2 separate regions of the Sus scrofa genome follow, and region 1 is linked to region 2. Evidence: chromatin contacts called from public Hi-C data. All regions are on one chromosome and are shown on one strand. Each heading gives the region's core, a stretch centred on a gene start, on an enhancer-like site or on the middle of the called end of the contact. The rest is flanking DNA. Distances are from core to core; before and after follow the strand shown.

What was found. A called contact is a pair of places that touch in the nucleus more often than the background predicts.
Region 1: a Hi-C map of liver shows a contact between it and region 2, with 6 times the contacts expected there. The contact joins the enhancer-like site here to the promoter of NCKAP5 in region 2. A contact is called at or near these places in 1 of 5 promoter capture datasets (liver) and 5 of 47 Hi-C or Micro-C datasets (brain, liver and skeletal muscle).

Annotation. Positions count from the first base shown.
Region 1 is chr15:18,514,538-18,520,635 of Sscrofa11.1, reverse strand. All of the region lies in intron 1 of NCKAP5 (nck-associated protein 5), which reads right to left. Among named protein-coding and RNA genes, the nearest start is that of NCKAP5, 110 kb to the right of the region's middle. Within about 2 kb of position 3,910, at least 26 of the 83 cell types and tissues checked have an H3K27ac peak or open chromatin away from gene starts, as enhancers often do. A contact at or near this core is called in liver and skeletal muscle, where this site is marked.
Region 2 is chr15:18,406,465-18,412,702 of Sscrofa11.1, reverse strand. It overlaps NCKAP5 (nck-associated protein 5), which reads right to left and starts at 1,610. Exons shown (of 21, transcript XM_021075797.1): 1 at 867-1,610.

The DNA of each region.
Region 1 (6,098 bases), core at 2,661-5,160, 110 kb before region 2:
CCACTTCAGTCGGTTGGCACCTGGAAGTGTTTATCTGATCTGCTGTTCTGCCAGCACCATCGGTCCAGGATGAAGACAAGGGAAAAAAAAAAAAAAAAAAAAAAAAAGTCAAAGTTCCGCCACAGGCAAAGCTCATGAAAAAAACTGCCGTCCACACTTTCCGAGAGCCATAAGGAGTACAGGATCAGGGTTCTAATCCTGTCTCTGCCTCTTTTACTGCCCAGGTGACCTTTGCACATGATCTCACCTTTCTGAACCTCAGAATCCCTGCATGGAAAATGAGTCTAATGATCACAATGAGATAGCAAAGAATTGAGAAACGTGCCTGGTACAAAGTCATTACTCAGTAGCAATTATGGGAAAGAAATTTTACATCTTCTCTTAGAGTACCTATCAAGCATGCATTTTTTTTTCATCATGTATTGGGAACTTGCTCTGTGCCAGATGCTTAGCTAAGCATGGAATTACAAATTTGGCAAATGCCTGGAGGATAAATTGGGTGGATGGGGAGTTGCCATAAGCAAGAGTGTAAAGATGCACAGGCACTGAAGAACATATAAGCCCCCTCTAATGTTTAGATAACAGAAAGCAGCTCCTAATAATGGAGACAGAGAATTCCCACCTGAATTATCTGAGGGACTTTTCAACTACGTCTGGATCTGAATCTCTCCTTGGAGATACTGATTCACTAAGTCTGGGATGGGACATGGACCTCTGCAAGGCAGGTAATTTAAAATGACAATCGCTAATACTAATTAGTTTTTAATCTACATATGGTATTGTGCTAAGTGTCTTAGCTATATCAAATTTATTTGATCACTCCCCTATTCCCATGAGGGAGACACCTCTCCTAGCCACATTTTCAAGATGAAAAGCTGCAACAGAAAAGTCAAGTGAATTAATGAAGATCATAAAGCTTGCCAATGGTGGAATCAGGACTCCAGCCCATGCAGGACTTAGTTCCAGAACCCAAGTCCTCAACTTCCCTGCCATGCTGCCCTCCAACCCTTGGAAGACAGGCCAGATACCTATAGGACAAACACAGAGTACATGAGAGGGGGTGAAGAGAAATGAGGCAGGGGAGGTTGGTGGCCTCATATTAGGAAAGCCTTGTTTCCAAGCTGGGGAATCTGGCACTGAGGGCCTTCAATCGCCATGAAGAATTGCAAGCCACTTGGCACACTTACACTAGCTTTTCGTCAGCCCCGAGCAGAGGCCCTGGCATCTGACACAGGAAAAGGAGGTATTTAAAATGAGTGATCCACTTATTCATGATTTAGTCTTCTATACCAACCACCACCCTGTACCAGGTGCCATGGATTATAGGAAGTATTGAAACATAGCCCTGGCTTTTGATGGAAAGGGGTATTTAACTATATGGCAAAGAGCTTCAGATCCCACAGCAAAAATCAGCACAGAATACCAGGAAGGTCCAAAGAAGAAAATTGTCACTTGAAGAATCTACAGACGCATCCCAGAGGCAGGGGTGTCAGGGACAAGGAAGTCTCCAGGAAGAGAGAGATGGAGCCTGTTAGTAGAATCTAGTTGAATGTTAACATTGAAGGTACAAGCTGCAGCGGAGAATGAAGTGGGGGTGGAGCAGGGGAATCAATGAGAAAGTGAAGAGGAGTTTCTATTGTGGATCAGAGGGTCAAGAAACCGACTAGTATCCATGAGGATGCAGGATCAATCCCTGGCCTCACTCAGTTGGTTAAGGATCCGGCATTGCTGCAAGATGTGACATAGGTTGCAGATGTAGCTTGGATCTGACATGGCTGTGGCTGTGGCTGTGGTGTAGGCCGGTAGCTGGAGCTCTGATTCGACCCCTAGCCTGGGAACCTCCATATGCCTCACGTGAGGCTCTAAAAAGAAAAAAAAAAAAAAAAGTAAAGAGAAGCTTCTATAGGCAAGAGGGGCCCCAAAGAGGGGTAACAGAAAAAAAAAAAAAAAAAAAAAAGCAAGGTGTGGTCAATAGAGACTCAGAAATAAAGCAAAAGCACACCATGCAAGAGCTGGGAACCTCCTTCCCAGTTCTCTCAATCTGTACCTGATGCAAAGCGCCTCCTTTAGTAACCCACTGCCTGAACCACCTGGCTTGCCTTTAGCCATCAACTGTCACATAATCACAGAGTGCCCGTCGATTCTCTAGCAAAAATAGTGAACTACAGAGATGTTAAGAAACATACCTGAGCCAAAGACAAAACAGGAACGTTCTCTCCTGACCACCTCCACACCTTTACCTACACAGCTCAGCTCCTGCAAGAAGGCTAGGAATCACACACAGGTCCTATTTCTTCTATAACCTGGAAGAACTGAAATGTGAAACGCATGCCAGGAAGAGCACAGGAGACTGAACTCCCAGCTGGACTTCAGCCACCCTCTTACTGGGTGACTTGGGACACATCATTCATTCCCCCTCCTCGTGCCTCAGGTTTTCTTCTGTAAAAGATAAGCTTGGGCTAATAGTTTTTGGAAGCTGTTTTAATAGCACATCCCTTTTTTAAAGTAAAATTTCACAGAAGGATTGAGCTGTAATATATCACACCATATCCAAGACAGTTTGCTCGGATGGAAAATTCTGGAGCTGACAAACACAAAGTAAGGTGCTGCCCACCGTGGAGCTTCTTGGAAAATAGCTGAATATTTTGGGAGCTTTCAGGCACCAGCTTCTTACAAATCTGAGACCAGAGGAAAAGGGAAAGTCAGTGAAGGCTGTCACTGCTCCTGTGAGCTGGTGACAGAGCAGCTGAGTTGAGGACTAGCGGGGTTTCCAGGAGTGAGTCATGGGGCTCACTTGTAGTAGGTAAGGGACTAACAGCCACTTGGAAATCTGTGCAGCAGCGCAGCCAGGGAACTGGATGGTAGGCAGGCATCAGCCAGGATTTGCTACTGATCACAAGGGGCTGAACTGTAGGTACTCAGGTGCAAACCCAGCAGCTAGAAGCTCTGCAACAGAAAGACAAATACATGGGGCTGGGAAGCAGAACTTCCAGGTGGCCCAAGGCAGCTGTGATGAGGAGCCCAGGTCCAGGCTTAGCTGCACATGAAGTCCACCCTTCCTATTCCCCAAAGAATGTATGGAAAGTTTGAAAGAGTTGGGAAGAAAGTGAAAGCCAGGATGAGGATCTTGCACCATGATCTAGCTGAGTGCCCAAGTTTGCTTTTTGCCAGTAATACATTCATTCAGGTTCCCAAATCAGAAGTCAGAACGGTCAACACCTTCCCAGATATTCACAGAGAAGAAATCCATATAGAAACGGTTTCAATTTCAAAACATTTGTCTACACTTTCGAATTCCCTGAGAATGAATGAGCTTAGGTGTGTGTGTGTTTGGCAAGAGGGTATAGGCAGGAGGGAAAGAGATCCTGTGAAAAATATGCACATATCAGAAATCTATAACCCACAGAAAGGATCAGAGACAAAGACCAAAAGCGAGTTCCCTTCCAGCACACTGGTTAATTAAAAATTAGTCTTGAGAGTTTTCTATTAAAATTCCTAGGTCAACCTAATAGTTTTCTGTATGGTTGGTTGCTTTCTATTAAAAAAAAAAAAATTCAACTTCTCTGCAAGGGCAAATGAGAATCAGGAATTCAGTATCTTGTTATCATCTGCCTCCTGTGTCTGTTCTCAGACGCCAGAGTCCTGTGCACCTACCGGGTCCACCTTAACGCTGTAATTACTACTTGGAACAAATGCATACTTGTTGTGGCAGTGAGAGAGCTGGGAGAAATACAGACACATCATCATCATCTCACTTTAAAAGGAAACCAAGCTGTATAAATAGGAAAAACTGTTACAAGATTTAAAAAAAAAAAAAAAAAACAACTGTCTGAGTCTTACTTGTAGTCAGCTCTGCAGTCAACACATATCACAGTCCTGGAGACAAACACAGGAACTGCAACCACTCTCCCCAGCTCCACATTTCCTCTCGAGTTTATCCTCTGTTTATTTGTGAAGCATGAAAAGGCCGGGCTCAGAGAACAAGCGCAGTTTTCCAGAACAGCCCAAGCAAAGCAGCCACAAAGTTCCTGCAGCGAATTCAGAGCAAGTTTGCGGAGACTCCGCTTCCCCCGGCGGCTGCGGCTCCGTGGTTGCTCCGAGCTTGTAAATACAAGCTCCGTGGACAAAGTCCCAAATGACATCACTGGCAGCTGCTTATTGTTGAGTCTTTATTAACTGACTGTCAAAAAGAAAGGAGGGGGTGGGGAGCAAGAGTATCTTTTCGGCAGCAAAAATCCGCATCTCGGAGCGGATTCCAGTGATACAAGCGTAAATAATCCCACTGATGCAGATTTTTCAAGAGCCTGCTTTTCCTCGGGTCAGATCCTTTCTCCTGAAAAAGGCAGAGAATTGCCTCCACCAATTGACGCTGGCTAAACTGAAGCCTCGAAGGGGAAGTTTGAGATGCCAGCGGGCCCCTAACAAGTTGTTACCCACCTGTTTCCAGTCTGCTTCAGTTTGCTGTTTCAGGAATAAATGAATAATAGTTATGTCTTATTGCCTAACAACTTCTATATATATATATGTATATATTCACATATACACATATATATATATTTCCCTCTCTCTCTCTCTCTCTCTCTCTATATATATATATATATATATATACCTGGCTGGGTTTTTTTTGTTTGTTTTTGTTTTTTTCCTAGATAGCTTGACTAAAAGAAGAATACTTTTTAGGAATACTTTGAATTTTTTCAACTTGGGGTAGAAGGGAGAAATCCCTGAAATGTAGCCAAAATTGTGTGTCTGTCTGTCTGTCTGCAAATCAGAGGGTTTTCTGAGTGCTGAAAGTCTTCCTCAGATTCTCAAAATTTGAATGACCTTCCCACCCCACACCCCATCATGCCAAAAATCAAACCATCAACAACTTCTGCCAACTATCTCCAATCATCTTGAGCACTGTCAGCCGCACCCACTTCCAACTAGCCAATTAGAACTGGGCACTTCCCCTGGCTATTTTCCACTCTCTCCAGGAATCTCTTTCCTGTGAACTGGTTCTTACTCCTGGTGTTTATGGTTCTCTCCCCCGCGCATCCCCAGCCCCCATCAGAATAATCCAGAAATCCTACACCAGGTCTCTGCCATGGAGCTCAGACACCCTAGCTCATTTGCTGTTTTCCTTCCTTCCTCTGAACTGCTGTAATGATGCTGACTATTTATTTGCTGCTTTTTATATACTGACTTGTATTTTTAGCTTGTTTTTTTAGCCATCTGTGTTCTGTCTCCCCAGCTCAGTTTGAAAGGTCTTTGAGGGCAGCTATTGTGTTGTATTATTTGTTTATACCCAAACCTCCTGCCATAGTGAATCTTAAGCAGAAATGGGGGGAGAGGGGGCCCAGAGGGCCTTAGGGCAGAGACTGGAACAAGGTCAGGGGAGTCCATGAAATGGGGTGTGTGTTCAGATAAGCACTTTCCCTACCCTTGAAAAACAATGACCTCACATCTTACTGGTCACCATGTCAGGCACACCCAAAAAATATAGTTTTAAAGAGCAGTGATAGATTACTGATTTGGTAGGGCATCAAGGCCCCCATATATTCCACTTTTGTGTAGGAATCAGTTCAAGACAGTGCACATCTTACATGCCACTAATGGGTTTTAAACAACCCAATATTTATGGAAAGCAAATTAGAATTATCTAAAAAAATTTTTTTGAAGTTCAACCCTTAAACCCAACAATTCCACCTTTCCAGAGTGATCCCAAAAATAGGCTCACAAAAGAGCCTAAGGCTATAAATTCAAGAATATTCTTTGCAGCATTATTTGTAAAGCAATAGAGTGGAGACAACTTAAATATTCATCAATATGAGAAAAAGCAAGTTATACAAACTATGGTATGTGTATGAAAAACTTAGGAGGGGTTGAAAAAAATTAAGGTAACTGCAAAAACTGACATGGAGAGAAGTAGGAAGGAGGTTTTTGAATAACTAATGCAAATTGTAGCATATGATAGGAGGAATTATACACATTATGAGCAGTAGTATCCTTGGGAAGTAATATAAGGAAACTTTCACTTGTGTGTCCTTCTGTGTGGCTTGACGTTTTTTCAATGAGCATTTTTGTTTTTGTTTATTTTCTATGGCTACACCAGTGGC
Region 2 (6,238 bases), core at 361-2,860:
ACATGATCCTTTGCAGTGAAATGTGCAAGGTTCTTTGTTCACAAGGAACAGCACTGAAGCCAAAAATCGCCTACCGTGACAAGCTAAGAGAGGAAATCATCAAGAACTTTGCATGTCTTTCATTGATAAATTGATGGGTAAGAATCAATACCCCTGCTCTGCCAAGCTCTTCCAGACCCTTCTCAGGATTTAACATGGGCATCGAAGTCCGACCCACAGAGCTTTTTACTGGGCTTGCAGAACCACAGAGGCAGGACAACCCCAGGTGCCTCCTTCTGGGATAAGACAAGATGATTCAGAAGAAAGCTGCCAGTTACCAGCTTCTCCAGTGAAAGTCAAGATAAAGCATGACATCCCCAAACATGTGGGGTTTGCTTGAAAGAGAATGCTTGTGTCTGACTAAATGTTAACCCAGAAGGAAGAAAACGACTTCTTCACATGCATAGGTGTGGGACTGGCAGCAGAATGGACAAGGCAATGTGTACGATGAAACTGAAAATGAAACAACCAAGCAGGGCAGACCTATGGGTGCAGAGGCTGAATTTATTTGCTATCACCCTCAGGACACCTGGACACAGGCAGCAAATACAGGGATAGATCCGCAGAGGCAAACATAGAAAAACGCATCCTTCTGAATTCTGGAAAAGCACTGGCAGACTCCACGTGCGTGCTGGTCATGCCCTGTGTCTGTTTACACATAGCCCTCCCCTCCCCTCCTCCAGAAAAATCACAGGCAAACTCTGCTCTCTGCAAATCAGAGCTCAGGAGCAGAGCGCTTACTAAGCCTGTTGGAAGCCCTTGCCTCCACACAGATAGAAACACTAAAGGAAAAAAAAGAGAGAGAGAAAGGAAAATTCTGTCCTTACCTAAAAGACATAGCAGTCAGTGACGGTGAATGGTTCCCTTTAGCCCACTCAGTGCTTTTCTTTTTCATTCGGTCAATGTTCTAAGGCTATTGAGGAGAGTTCCTGGGGTTTGCGGATCTTCCGTCGAGAGTTTTAATCACTGGCTTCCCCAGCCCGGGTTTAACAAACACCGCTGTGTTCTGTCAATATTTGTATGCGGCACCACATTGGGCAACCAGCCAATGCTGAGTTTCAAGAGGCAAGGGGAGAAAACTGACACCCTAGCAAACATGCTTCTCTCTTTTGTGTCTTTTAAGGTGGTGCTCAAAGTAGCATCTTTGATGCTGACAGGAACTAAAGATAGCCTCTTTGGGGGAACTTTCTCCACTGCCCCCCAAACGCCTGGCGGGGCTGCCCCAGCTAGGTTCCACAAAGTTTGTTTTTGGTCTCTCTGCCCTGAAGTTTCACTGCAGCACAATCGCCGGGCTTGCCTCTCCACCAGCTGCACTTTAAATGTATTTTAATTGGCTGGAATGTCGAAAGAATCCATTTGGCCGTCGTTTACATGTGAAGCACGCCCAGGGCAGCTGAAAGAGGCCCCAGAAGCGGCTGATTACTTCATCAAAAGCTGCAGTTTGAATACCATTGACTCCTACAGAACTACAGTGAACTCAATTCGATAGGCAAGAAGTAGTAATTAATAATTTGCTGAGAAAAATTCTTCATTCATCCCAAAGCCAAAAATGCAAAGGAAAAAAAAAAAATCCCTGCGGACAAAACTGTTCTTATGAAAGGCTTGATTGATAGCCCCCCACCCGCCCCCCCCTTCTACTCTTCACAAACATTGACTTTGTATAGCATTACAGGAGGGGGCATAATGCATAATTCGGTTTGCCTGGGAAGTTAATTTAAGTAATTTTCCTTTTGAATGATCCCTGGAGATACTTCATTCTGTTACCTCTTTACACATTAGCCATATGCTGCAATAAATATTGCCACTACTTGTGGCATTTCCTCGTTCCTTTGATTTTTTTTTTTTCCTGGTTGGTGGCAATAATTAGTTTGTGGCCTCTACTAAATTCAGTCACGAATAAATTCACTCTGAGTCAAAGTGGGTAATCATCACCACCCAGAATCTGTAAGCCAGAGTGAAGTTTAAAGCGCTCTGAAAAAAAAATGTCAGTTTCAACACATGCAAGTATCAAGGGGGATGGGGAAATATAGATATAGATATATATAGTATATGTTATATTTTACATATATACACAAATACACATACATATAGATATACAGATATATAAATATATACATATATATGTATGTGTATATATATATGCCTCAAAAAAAAAACCAAATGGAATCATTTTCAAGTACTTCTTTAAAACAAATTTACAATGTCGTGCCAACTTCTGCTGACAGCAAAGAGATCCAGTCATACACATATAAAGTCTTTTTCTCATATAATCTTCCATCATGGCCTAGCCCAAGAGCTTGGACTCAAGTAGTTCCTTACCAATATTTTGCTTAGAAGCCTTTTCAACATCCTATATAAATTGGGTTGACAGGTTTAGAACCCTGATAAGTGTACTTTGAAGAAGCATCCCAAGGAATCATGATTTTTACTCCTCATTAAGAACCCCTGGATTAGAGTCAGAGTAGGTAGGAAGATCTTGGCACCCCGAGGAATGTGAGCTAGAAAACATTTTCAAATTTGTTCTGATGCCTTTTCCTTACTTCAATAAAATTTTCTGTGGCTCATAACAAGATGGTACAAGAGAAAGAATGGTGTAGGCAAGTTGCTTGGGTCGATTTGTCCAATACCTTAGAGACTAGAACCAGCAGCACCCTACAGGAACAGGCTTCTTTCTAGGACGGCAGAGCAACAGAAGACCGGGAGACAGGATGAGTATCAGCCATGGACATTCAATCTGTAGTACCACAGCACAGAACCCAGTGCCCAGAAGAAAACAATGCTGGGATTAATCCTGTGCTGGCACCATCTTGAAGTTCTTTTGAATCAGGAGCCCTGGATTTTCATTTTGCATTGGGCTCAGCATATTATGTAGCTGATCCTGAGAAAGATAGCATAAATCTGATTTAGCACACAATCCAAATAGAAACATACTGAAACTATCACATTGAGGGTGTTGGTGACACCCTACTTTTATCTTGTCCAATGTTCTAACTTAGATTTGGAAGGACTGTGAGGATTGAGGAGGGTGACCTAGCAAGAAAGACCTCTCCAGTAGACACGGGGTGGTGAGAATGATCTTGGGGGTTCTACCTAGTTCACCCTGAGCTGATGGGTCACGGTTGTGTGACCATACTTTATCTTATAATTCAAAGAGATTTATTTTTCTTTCCCATATACTCAGCCCTCCACTGTGTCATTCTGTAGGCAGAAAGTCCCATGTGTACAACTATTTTTAAATTCTGCTAGAGCCTAGATTCATGGTTTGACAAAGTCAAATTCAGTGCCAAAGCCGCAAAGACATAGCTAACCCACTTCTATGGGGCTGAATAGCTCACAAGTGAGTAGTACACATGAAATGAATACCTGTGGGTCACCTTCTGCTCTTAAAGATGTTCTCCAAGACCAGCCCTCACACCTGAATTTTGGTCTGCTCTTGCCTTAGCAAAAAATAATCAAAAAAGAATGTTGCTTCTAGAAAAGAAGTTGGACTTAGATATCAAATACTTCATGTTACTGATATCTTCCATCTGTTAGCTGAACTGCTAACCCACACTGACACTGGTACTTAACAATAAAACCCATTTAGTGCTGGAGAAATAGAACATAATTTGGAGAGCGACAAGTCCAAACTATTTTAAAAAAAGGACTACTGAGGTAAGAAACAATTAATGACTTCCCAGAAAGTCCATAAAATAACGTGTCCAGGAGTTCTCTTGTAGCTCAGTGGGTTAAGGATCCAGCATTGTCACTGCAGCAACTTGGATCGCTGCTGTGGCACAGGTTCAGTCCTGGGCCTGGGAACTTCAGCATCCCACAGGTGTAACCAACAAAAACAGAACAAACCAATGTGTGCAGGTTACACACTTCCTTTTGCTGCTCCTATTTCTATGCTTGATCACTCAAGTAGTTTCCCAATCTGACTTGCCTACTCACTCCTAGATATTTTCCTGGATCTAGCCCGATTTTAGACCTCCAGATTAATTTCAAGTGTTCAGATTCTAACTCCCTGCCTTACTCTCATGAGCTGCTTTCATGAACTGACTGTTCTGAGTCTATAAGGAAATCCGATCTCACACAAGACACATGGCAGAGTCATCATAGAACAAGGGCACCTAGGAATTTTTAGATCTCATGGCTTAGATTCCTCTCTGCCATTTATAGAGCTATAGCATGTATCTTAGTAATCTTACCACGCAGTAGAGGCAGGTTTGAGAAGCTCAATGTCTAAGAAATAGCAAAGCAATCCTAACACCCAGCCACAGCTTCTCAGTTCCTTCTGCCCTTCTTTATCCACACTCTGAGTATAGCCATCAAGGTCAGAGATTCCTCAGACCATAGCTGATCAATGCCATGTAGGAGCAAATGTTAGGACATGGACACAAAGTAAGAATCTATGTTTTGGAAATGCAGAACAATTATTGGAATGATCTGTGGAGGTTGGAGCCAAGTCAAGGGTCAGAAGCAGGAAGGCAAAGTAAAATGTGGAATGGGAAGGTCACAGTGCTGCAGGGAACAAACCAAATACGTGACCTTACCTGGGCCTTGCCTCCCACTGGGTCCATGGGCAGTGTGTCACAGCTGTGCTAAGCTCACCTGCCACCCAGACTAACATTAGAAGGTATACACTCTTCCCAGTCATCACCAGAGCCACTGAAGCTTGCAAAGTACTCAGGGCCCACATGAAAAACCTAGGTCAGGCAGACAGGAGGTCAGAATCCAAGAAGACAAATGGAGAAACTAGGACACCATATCCAGAAAACCAGCAAACCCAAACAAGGCAGATGGCCAAACTGTGGAGAAAACAGTCAAAGCCAGGTCCCTTGGTTCTTCAAGGAAATAAAGGGAAAAATCAAGATAAACAATGAGTAGAGTAAGACACTGGTGTTTAAAAGATGCTGATAAAGGTCTTCCACCTGTGAAGCAGGAATTTGCTCTGAAAATGGCCAGTCCATGGCTTGGGAATGTTATTCATCAGGGAGTAGAAACCCCAGAGGAAAAGGACAAAACACAGCATTTGGTTTGTTAAAGTCAATCAGATCATCATTGATGGAGCCCAGGCTGAGTGCAAGGTTCTCTTCAGAACCACAGGGCTGGGTGGAAAACAGCCCTGTCATGGGGTGGTGCTGGGGCTGCCATAAAGACAGACCCCAGACTGAGAGGCTTAAATAATAGAAATTTATTTCCCCACAGTTCTGGAGGCTAGAAGTCCCAGATTAGGGTGTTGGGTAGGGTTGAGTTCTTCTGAGACCCACTCCTTGGCTTGCAGAGGGCCACCTTCTCACTGTGTCTTCACATGGTCTTTTCCTCCTTTTTATCTGTGTCCTAATCTCTTCTTCTTCTAAGGACACAAATTGTACTGGATTAGGGTTCACCCTATACCTCATTTTAATTTAATCACCTTGTTTAAAACTTCATATCTAAATACTCTCACAATTGGAGATACAAGGGGTTAGGACTTCAATATATAAATTGGGGGGATGGGACACAATTCAGCCCCAAACAGGTGTTTTTAGACTAACTCAGGACCAGTCCTTTATTTCTCCTACCATCTGACCGACTCTGTGCTAAATGTTTTGGAGGCCATTTCTTACTCCAAAATCACCTTACCATCACCCAGGAACAAGTGGGAAAATTCATGTTAGAGAGATTAAGAAATTTGATGGAGGACATAGAGAAGAGCCAACATGATTCTAGAACCCAAGCTCCTTTTTTTTTTTCCCCCTGATTTTTAGGGCTGCACTTGTGGCATGTGGAAGTTCCTAGGCTGGGGTTGATTGGGAGCTACAGCTGCTGGCTGACACCACAGCCACAGCAACTCAAGATCTGAGCTGCATCTGCAACCTATACCACAGCACGTGGCAATGCTGGATCCTTAACCCACTGAGCAAGGCCAGGGATCAAACTTACATCATCATGGATACTGGTCGGGTTCTTAACCCACTGAGTCACAATGGGAACTCCCTTGATCCCAAGCTCTTAACCTGACACCTCAACTATCTTTCCAGAAGCCAGACTTGTTGATATATTTGGAATCCTTAGCAAGATTCTCAAGGACCTGGTGCCCAGAATCTGTCTCTCTCCCTCTATGAGTCCCCGTAGCTTGGCTGTCATAGGTCCAATTTATCAAGCATTTTGTGAGTATCTACTGAACAGACCAAAATTCTCTGCTCACTGGAAGTTTTGCCCAAAAGTAAGCAAG